2 separate regions of the Drosophila melanogaster genome follow, and region 2 is linked to region 1. Evidence: chromatin contacts called from public Hi-C data. All regions are on one chromosome and are shown on one strand. The core of a region is the stretch at or near the end of the contact, and the rest is flanking DNA. Distances in the headings are between cores, read along the strand shown.

Evidence for each region. A called contact is a pair of places that touch in the nucleus more often than the background predicts.
Region 2: a contact with region 1 is called in a Hi-C map of the Kc167 cell line, with 1.6 times the contacts expected there. The contact joins the promoter of east here to the promoter of trr in region 1. A contact is called at or near these places in 7 of 107 Hi-C or Micro-C datasets (the D17-c3 cell line, the Kc167 cell line, the S2 cell line and 4 more).

Annotation. Positions count from the first base shown.
Region 1 is chrX:1,887,965-1,892,719 of dm6, reverse strand. trr (trithorax-related) reads left to right here and starts at 2,770. Exons shown (of 6, transcript NM_166911.4): 1 at 2,770-4,755. The coding sequence starts at 2,945. It overlaps mRpL16 (mitochondrial ribosomal protein L16), which reads right to left and starts at 2,464. Exons shown (of 3, transcript NM_001272219.1): 1 at 2,325-2,464; 2 at 2,177-2,242; 3 at 1,238-2,107. The coding sequence starts at 2,373. The coding sequence ends at 1,491. It overlaps arm (armadillo), which reads left to right. Exons shown (of 7, transcript NM_057317.4): 7 at 601-1,319. The coding sequence ends at 890.
Region 2 is chrX:2,010,741-2,015,495 of dm6, reverse strand. east (enhanced adult sensory threshold) reads right to left here and starts at 2,853. Exons shown (of 8, transcript NM_001258556.2): 1 at 2,839-2,853; 2 at 1-1,154. The coding sequence starts at 974.

The DNA.
Region 1 (4,755 bases), core at 1,521-4,020:
GTTTCTTTGATAATTTCGCAAATTTATTGTTTTGTATAAATCTATTTTGTTTCCTTTCATTAGACGGCTTTTATCTTTAAGGTCTCCCTCCATGAAGGAGCAGTAATAAACTTTATTTCGGTTCATACTGCATGTCACGTAGCCTGCGATAATCGCATAGTTTTAGCCACCCACAATCCATATATTTTATGGTGTATATACTCGTATCTAGTTTGTAAGCCGTGTGTGCATGCAAGTTTCAGAGGACGAATTCCAATCGACAATAACGCGTCCATGTCGTGTCGTATTTTAGACGTATTTAGTTCTTTTTAAGCAGTATTCAACGACAGATTTTTGTTGTTTGATACTCTAGGTTAATGTTAAAGGGTCGTCGTGTACGAGTGGAGTCTGCATTTCGTTTGAATCGGCATAAATCCAATAAGTGTGTTGGAAAGATGCATTTTAGATGAGTTCCCGATTAAAGCGAGCAGCAGTGAATCCACTTTTGCAGGACTTCAAGGTGTCGCACCATCTGCCAGTTGACGGCTGGCGGAGATTGTAAATCCTCTCCACTAATCACAATATTCCCTATCATTCTTTGCCCATCTCGTTTGTTCACAGGATATGATACTCTACCAATAGATTCGATGCAGGGTCTGGAGATCAGCAGCCCAGTGGGCGGCGGCGGTGCTGGCGGTGCTCCCGGCAATGGTGGAGCTGTAGGCGGAGCTAGCGGCGGCGGTGGTAACATCGGCGCCATTCCGCCTAGCGGCGCACCAACTTCGCCCTATTCCATGGACATGGACGTTGGCGAGATTGATGCCGGTGCATTGAACTTTGACTTGGACGCCATGCCGACGCCACCCAATGACAACAACAACCTGGCTGCCTGGTACGATACCGATTGTTAGACAAGCCGAGCTAAGGGTAAGGGTCGAGTATCCATTCGACCCCATAACATAAAACACACGAATTCCCATCCCTGCACAATAGCCCTCTTCCACCGGCTTTGATTCCATCCCGGATCCCGGAATCGCGATCACCGAAACTTGACTAGATCAACGAAGGTGTGGATTTTACTTGACAAATACGAGGAGCTGCGGCAGGTCAAAGTTCTGCTTCCAGAACTGAAGTCCGTGGGAGAAGGCTATTTGCTCACACACCATACCCCGCGACAAAGCATACACACACGCATACATGCATAATATTATACATTTATTATAATGCGAACGAAACGGCAAGAAAAACATATTATATGATGCATTACATATTACCCACGTAAACGAAATGGAAAATTAAACAAATGTTTGCAATAGAACTCGTACATTTCCCTTCATATGGCGTTTTTCTTATTTGCTCCACAATTGGGTGCCGCAGAGTCACGGCTTGGAACAACGAGCCCTAAGTTCGAAGTTCGAACCTACTTTAAGATATTTCCAGTTTTCAAAAGTACTTGAAACAGTTTCGTAACAGATTAACGAAGGATGGCTTTATTAATTGAAGCTATACATCTACAGGTGCTTGCCGAACCACTTGTGGTCCACGGGCGAGAGCCAACGGTGGCAGCCGCTGAGGTTGTTCTGGATCACGTACTTCATGGTAAAGGGGTTCTCATTCTGGCGGGTCTGTTCCTCCTCGGCGACGCGCTGTTCGTCGAGCATCTCCTGGGAAACGACGGTGGCCTGGAAGGGCAGCTGGTTGGCCACCTGCTGCAGGAACTGCTTGACCTCAACGAACTCGCACTTGCCGGCTATCTCGACAATGACGCGACCGGCCTTGATGGGGGTCACGTAGTGGTCGATGGCTCCCTTTCCGCCGCCCATCCGTTGGCCCTGGCCCTTCTTAGTGATCGGCTGCCAGGGTGCGGGAACGCGCCATGTGGCGAACATAGTGTTGACGTTCATCTTGCGTCCGATGGTCAAACGCATCATTTCGTAGTGGCCCCAGCGCAGGCGCCCTCCGCCAGTGGCCACGATTGCGTACTGCTTATGGAGCAGCGTGTTGTGCACCATCTCCGGACCGCGCATGTATCGCAGGCGCTTCTGCATCTTTGGCGGACGGATGTTTGGCGGCAGCTGGGGCTGGCGCTCAATGACCCTCAGCTTGGGTCTCTCCGGCTGCTCCACATCTGGGGGTTCCCACATTCATTCATTTATTGCTCTAAATTCATTGTGCACATTTAAATGCAACTACTTACTCTGGTATTTAATAGGCGGAGCGAAATACTTAAGACCGGCTGTGTTGACAATTGCCATGTTGCCCGCTGCAAAGAAAAGTTTAAGTGGTTTGTTGCAAACTGTTATCGGATTGGATGTGGCTAGGCAGGAAGCGCCACTGCAACTTACACGCAAGGCTTTGCTTAAAGAGCTGGGAGACTAACTTTAATGAGAGCATGGTGAGTTTATGTCAAAATATATTACTTATTTATAAAATTGTATTGTGCAAAGATGTGTTGCATCAACGGCCACCGTTGCCAGATCGAGCTAATAAATGTGGTGCTAAAAACATATATCGATAGACCACCGATTGGTCGAGTGAGCTGACGGCCCTGTCCAGACTATGGTTTATTCTTGCAGTTGAAAATGTGCCATATTGCACGTGGAACACAATAATTATGTTATGTATTAAAAACTTCTGAAGTTAACGAAAAATGATTGCTGTACAAACGTTATTCGATTGCAACCGCCATGGCGATATGTTGAAATGGGATGGGAAAAGTGGTGGGTTTCTGAGTGGAAAACCAGGGATGGGTAAGAACGTTTCAGGGTAATGGTCGTTTTACCATCTGGTAACACTGCTCTGCATACACGAAAATAAAATTTTTTTGACTAATCGTGCATGTTTTCGCTCGGTAAAAAAAAAAGCAGGCCGCGCGAGCCCTAGCTAGCTAGACCGCCGCCCTTCCCGTCCCACGAAACGCAGCGCATCGCATCCGGCGTTCCGCGTTTCCACTTGTGTGTTTGTTATGAATATACCGAAGGTGACAACATCGCTTGGTGCCGCCGAAAAGGCGAAACCCGAAAGAGTAGCATCCGTGGCCGCCGCTGCCTTCAATGCGGTCAGCCTGCAGAAGCGCAGCGGCGACGACACCGCCACTCCGGCGGAGGATCCCACGCGCAAGAAGGCCAAGACGGAGCTGCTTCTCGGAACTGGAACGGCAGCGCCCAGTTTGCCCGCCAAAGCGTCGAGCACCGCGCCGCAGCAGCTCCTCTACCAGCGGAGTGGACAGCAGGCTAAGGCGCAGGTAAAAGCTGCGTCGGAGCCGCAGGATGTCGAGACGGCGGACGGCGTCTGGGACGCCCGCGATCAGCAGATCATAGTGTGCAACTTCGGCTCCGGCACTGAGATGGGTGCCATCAAGGCGGAGGACGCTGACAAGCAGAGTGAGTACAGAATCAGCACTCCAAGGAACAGTCAATCTAACCCTTTGCTACACCGAAACACAGCCTTTACCAGCTTTACCAAAAAGGAGGGTGCCTCATCGTCGGCCTCGTCATCATCGTCAACCGCGTCCGTCATTTCCATCGAGCCCAGTGGCTCGGGGCAGGATCATGCTGAAAACTCCGGCAAATCTGAGGACCTCGACTACGTACTGATGCCAGCCAGCGGCGCGGATAGCTCTACATCTGTGGGTAACTCCACCGGAACGGGAACACCAGCAGGAACGCCTATTGGAGCTACTACCTCCACCATTATTTTAAACGCTAACAACGGAACGGCAGGAGTCAGTGGAGCCGGCACCACTACAATCCTCACACAGAAATCCGGTCACACGAACTACAACATCTTCAATACCACGGCCACTGGTAGCCAAACGCCCACTACAACATTGTTAAACCGGGTGAATCTTCACCCCAAGATGAAAACCCAGCTGATGGTTAACGCCAAGAAGCTGTCGGAAGTAACGCAGACCACGGCGAAAGTGTCGATTGGCAACAAGACTATATCGGTGCCGCTGCTCAAGCCGCTGATGAGCGCTAGTGGAGCGGCCACAGCCGGAGGAGCCACGATTGTAGAGAGCAAGCAACTGCTGCAGCCGGGCGGTCAGGTGACTACCGTAATGAGTGCTGCGCAGCAAAGCGGTGGTCAGCAGGTCCACCCGCACGTCCATTCTCATGCACATCACAACTTTACCAAACTTATCAAACGCGGGCCAAAAAATAGCGGCACCATTGTCTCGTTTTCGGGGCTACAGATCAAGCCGGCGAACACCAAAATTGTGGCCACCAAGGTGGTGAGCAAAAAGATGCTGCAACTTCAGCAGCACCAACAACAGATCCAACAGCAGCAGCAGCTTCAGCAGCTGCAGGTGACCAGTGGTGGAGGCCTGGCTCCGCCCACAGGCAGCATAGTGACTATCACCACCACCAACCCCAGCCAAACGTACGCAATGGTTCAGGATTCCGCAACTGTGGGACCTGCGGCCCATTCGGAAGACGATGCGCCAGCGCCTCGAAAGATTACAGCCTACTCGGAGAACCTTCAAAAAATTCTCAACAAGAGCAAGTCCCAGGAATCGACTGGAGGCCCGGAGGAGTTCACCAACATCAACAGCGTGGTGATTAAGCCGCTCGACAAGAATACACTCAATTGTCCACCCAGCTTTAACATCTTTAAGCAGCAGCAGCACTCACAGGCTGCTCAAAGCCAATCAATCTCCGCGGTAGGCAGTGGAGCAGGCACACCCGTGACGTTTACCATGGCTTCGGGGAATGCCTCAGATCTGGCCACCACCTCCACCGTTTCCGTTTCGGCGGGGACCATCTGCATAAACAG
Region 2 (4,755 bases), core at 1,604-4,103, 120 kb before region 1:
TTAATCGCCTGCTCCTGGGCATGTGATTTACGTGTGACACGGTTACAAGTGGGTGTCACTGGTGCTATAGGCACCACTGGCGGAAGTACTTCCTTGACCTTTTCCTTCTCCTTATCTATATCCTTATTTGCATCAATATCTTTTTCTTTTCCTCCATCTTTATCGGCAGCTTTGTCCTTCTCTGTATACTTTTGTTTCTCCGAAGTTTTTTCTGTATCTGCAATTATTTCTGTATCAGCTGATTTTTCCTTCTCTTCCTCCTGATCGGTTTCCCGCTCATCTCCCTTGTCTTTTGTGTCTTTGTGGTCTTTCTTGTCTGTGATTGGCAAGGATTCCATTTCGTTGCCATCCGCGACATGCTGTTCCTTGACCTGGCCAGGCGTCACTCCACTTGCAGCTCGTGACTCTGATGCTGCGGCAGGCGGCTCCTCGGACTTGACTTCTTTGGCTTCTTTCAGATCCTTGATGGACTTTCGTCCGCGTATAACGGGCGCCAAAGATCGCTCCACGGAGCTCTTTCTTTGGCCACCCGATCCCGTTGGTTCCTCGGTGTCTAGCTCTCCGTCGCCGACCTCACGTCTACTTGTCGTGGGCGAGATGATCAGAAGCAGTGGCGACGAGTGCCGGGTAACCCTCACGCTCTTGGCCGCCACTCCATCACTGGCGGTAGGCGTGACGGCTGGCGTAAGGGTTGGCGTAGGCGTGGACCTAGGAGTTTTGGAGACTGGATTCGATTCCAGCTCTTTTTCGCCTTCCAGCTCTGCTGTTACTGTTGGCTCCTTAGCGGGCTCCACTGACAAAGTTGAGGTGCGTGTTTTGCTTATGATAGACATCTCTTCGCCGACGCCCATTGCTGGCTCCTCGCTGCTGTCTGGAATCTCCACACTGGCATTGGCATTATCATCCAGGGGGGCAGCTGCTGCTGTGGATTCGTCAGCTCCTCCAGAGCCTCCTGGCACCTTCCGGCTAGACATTCTCGAGGGGCCCTGGGCAGCTGCTGCCGACGTTGCTGCTCCTATGATGGCCGCTCCCCCGACGCCTTCTGGCGCTGCTGCTCCACCACCTCCTGTTGTTCCCTGCGATCCGATGCTGATTGTGTCCAGTTCGAGTCGCAGTGATTTGGTCCCATTGGTTGACTGTGATGTGAAGAATATCTGCAAGGACGCGAAGAAGGGGAAAAAGAAAGTTACTAAGTCGTATTACTAATCCGCCATGTGGGAATAACGTTCTAATTGGCAAAGCAAAAACAGCTCAACCCAGAAGTAGGTTAAATTCTGCACTAGATTTAAAAAACAAAAAGAAACGCCATTCTGGGTTTCTTTTGCATCCTTTCAACTTTAATTATAATGCTCTTATAAAATCGTTCTGGAAGACCAAAATATTTTCGTTATCTTCTAAATTCAAACTTGTTAAGTGAATGGAAATCCCATCCCACCTGTAAAATCCCTGATAAGCATTGAAAACTTTGATAAGCCTTTGGATTGCTAAGTCATAATGTATATGCTCACTTAGATAAATCAAATTTTTAGTTGTAACTCAACATTGTTGTGTTTTCTCCAAACTAATCAACTATTAAGTCGATTCAATCCAACTAAAAGAATATTATCAAAGGACTTTAATCTCCAAACTTCAGTATAACAGCTAATCTGAGCCGAAGCGAAATCCTAAGCGGTAATGTGGTAAACTTAGTTTTATGGCCCTGGCTTTCACCTGGCCGAAAGTAAGCCGCTCTCTTAGCCCCTTTTAGCTCATTCAATCCCCAGGACAATCCGATCCGATCCGTTCACTCGATTCCGATTCGGAGTCCAGTAACGCGACTAGAACATTAAACATGCTTTTGCGGTTTCCAGAAACCCCCTCTTCTCCTTGCCAGCCACTGTCCAGCTCCATTGCCCCTCTTTTCTATCGCTGCTGAAAACAAGTTTTGGCAGCAGCTGGGAGCTGCGAGAATGCGAGGAAAGCAAAACGAGAAAAGAGCAGAGGAGACGAGTGGCGTGTAGAGGAGAGAAGAGCAGAGTCGGAAGAAGCAGCAACTGGGCAAGGCTGAGAAGAGAAGCTGAAGAGTCGATGAGATGTTGAATAATCCTCAAATTGGTTAGGTATCCTGCTTCTGCTGTTGCCGCTTGCTGGTCCTCCTTCTTCATCTTCTTTCTCCGCTTCTTCGTGGCCTGACGATCAGAGTAGCTTTTGGCTTATGATTTTAATTTCGATTCTGACATGCGCCATTTTAGCGCGAGTGCGAGATTTCAGATTGCAGTTCGCACCGGCGAAGAAACGCGGAAAACTCACACGGACACGACACGCACACTAACAACTAGCATAACTGTCACAGCGACGACAGCAACAAAGCAGGCGAAAAGGAAGTGAAAGAGAATGGCAATAACAAAATGAAGACTCCGCTGTCGTATCGATGTGTGTACATGTACACAGATATACCACCAAGTAGAACTCACACAGACGCACGGCACAGTGTGCAAAAACGCCGCGATTGTAAACACGGGCAGACAGTCAGTTGGACGGAACGGAAGAAGCGGAGTACCTGAAGCGAACGGAAACTGGCAGCAGTTTTCACTAGGCGGAAAAGTTACCAAAGAATTGGCAGAGCTGCCATCCTCTTCGTGCGCTAGGCAAGGGGGGAATTCGTGGAGAGTTTCCGCAGAGTTGCAGCAAAAACCGCAAGGGACGGCTAGGAGGGAACAGCGAGGCGACACGAGACGGGACGAAGAACCAGAACAGCACACAAAAATGGGTGGCAGTGACGTACATGCACACCCAAAGCGAGCGCACACAGACACGAGCAGCGCACAGGCACACGCACACTCACTCACACACACTCACAGGCAGTAGCGAGCACAGAAAATTTCTTTTTCACCAGGTTTTCGCAAAAATACGAACGCGAGCATTAATAAACGAACGCCTGCCGTTTTCTCATTTGGCAGTACGGCGAGTACATCTTTTCACCAGGCACTTTGCACACAAAACACAAACAAGCGAGTTGACGAGGAAAACCCTTTGCATGGCTTTTCATTTCGTTTTCTTTTCCTTTTTGTTCCTTTCATTCATCGCCTTGCCTTACTTTTCCGCAGGTACTCACCGAATAGCAACAAACAAAAAAAAATAATAATAAAATAAAATGCAGAACCCGAACAAGAGTTGTGAACGCAAACACGGTGCGAAGCGAAATAACGAGCCAAGATGAAGAGCAAAAGAGCGACGCTCGGCCCGACGGCGCAAAACCTCAATTCGCCACAACTCGCCACGACTCTTCGTCTCGCTCTTCGCCGCACGATATTATGCACTATCGGCCCCGATTTGCTTTCGGATTTGGCTTGGCGTGCATGCAACCCTGCTTGTGGGCGGCGGGGAGGGCTGCCTGTCCTGCCGTCGCCAGGATGTATTCCTCGTCGCCATCATGAGTTCAAAGAAGTTGCATTCGGATAGCTTTGTCCTGACTAATTAAACTTTTAATTTTTTACTTTTCCCTTGGGAATGCTTTTGAAATTAATAATTTTCATATCTTGCATTTATACAGATTTGATTTATGTCAGTCATATTAAAAAGCATAATCGCGCGTAAATTGAAACATTTGCTGGGTCAACTTCTATAAATAATGGGAACATTGAAATTCCAACTGACAATGCACTTAAAAAATAATAATAAAAATAAGTAAAATAGTCAATAAATACAATTGTTTTAAAAATTGTTTTGCACTCATTGCAACAAAAGGATTGACGTTACCACTTGGGATGTTTCGCAACTCTGTTTTTGTAGGGAAGTGAACAGGTCGACGTGCGTTTTCGTCCGGTGTACGTGTTGTTTTTGGCAAATGTTTGTTCGCTCTTTTCGCCGCGACGTCGGCTGTTGTTGTTGGTGCTGCTGATGCGTCTTTTTTTCTGCGTCGGTAAAAAGCAAAAAAAGGACTCGGCAAAATAACATGTCGTTGATTCGGGGGTGGTAATTGGGAAGAAGCGAGCGCCACCACCGAGCGCCAGACTTGCCCTACTCCTTTTCGGTTTTCCTGCGGATTTTCCCTGGTTTTCCTCAACTTGTGATGCTGTGGCGTAGGTTGTTGCACGTTTCACAAGCTTCCATTTCCCGAAAGGGAGGGCGGCAGGCGGCTAGATCTGAATCTGAATCCTGCAAGTGTCAGGCGACGTCCTTAGCCCAACTCCCACCCGCTCTCAAGGGTTCTCCCGTTTATCCACTTTCGCACCCGCCCAAGGACCATTGCGATTATGTAGATGCCGACATTTGTATGTTCTTATGTACATATGGATATATGTACGTGTAACTGGGTTAAAGGCAAAGGCCTTAATTGCTTGGGAAATGAGGGAAAATCAATAGCTTTATGCATGGTTCTTCCGCCCGCTTTCCATTCGGCCGCTTCTGGAGGGACTAGAAAAGCGATTTTCCCGAACTGGGTCAAGTGCGTGGCCAGGACTTCCATTTCCGTCGCCACTGACATCACCAACTAGTAACCAAGGCCATTGCGATCGATTATCCTAGTTGCTTGCCCGCCCTGGCGTCTTTCTTACCTTTCTCCTTTGATCCTGACTAAGATTGGGTGAATCTCGCGATTCTTAAACTAGTTTTCGCCACGGAAATACTTTCGCACGACGCCCACTTGAATAATTCCACCTAGAAAACGATTTTTCTTTGCGGGCGCACATCAACATGTACATCTACATTGGCAGCCGCACACACACGCTTTGTGTGTTTTGTGTTGTGTGTGGCTGCGCCAAAGGCAATTGGAAA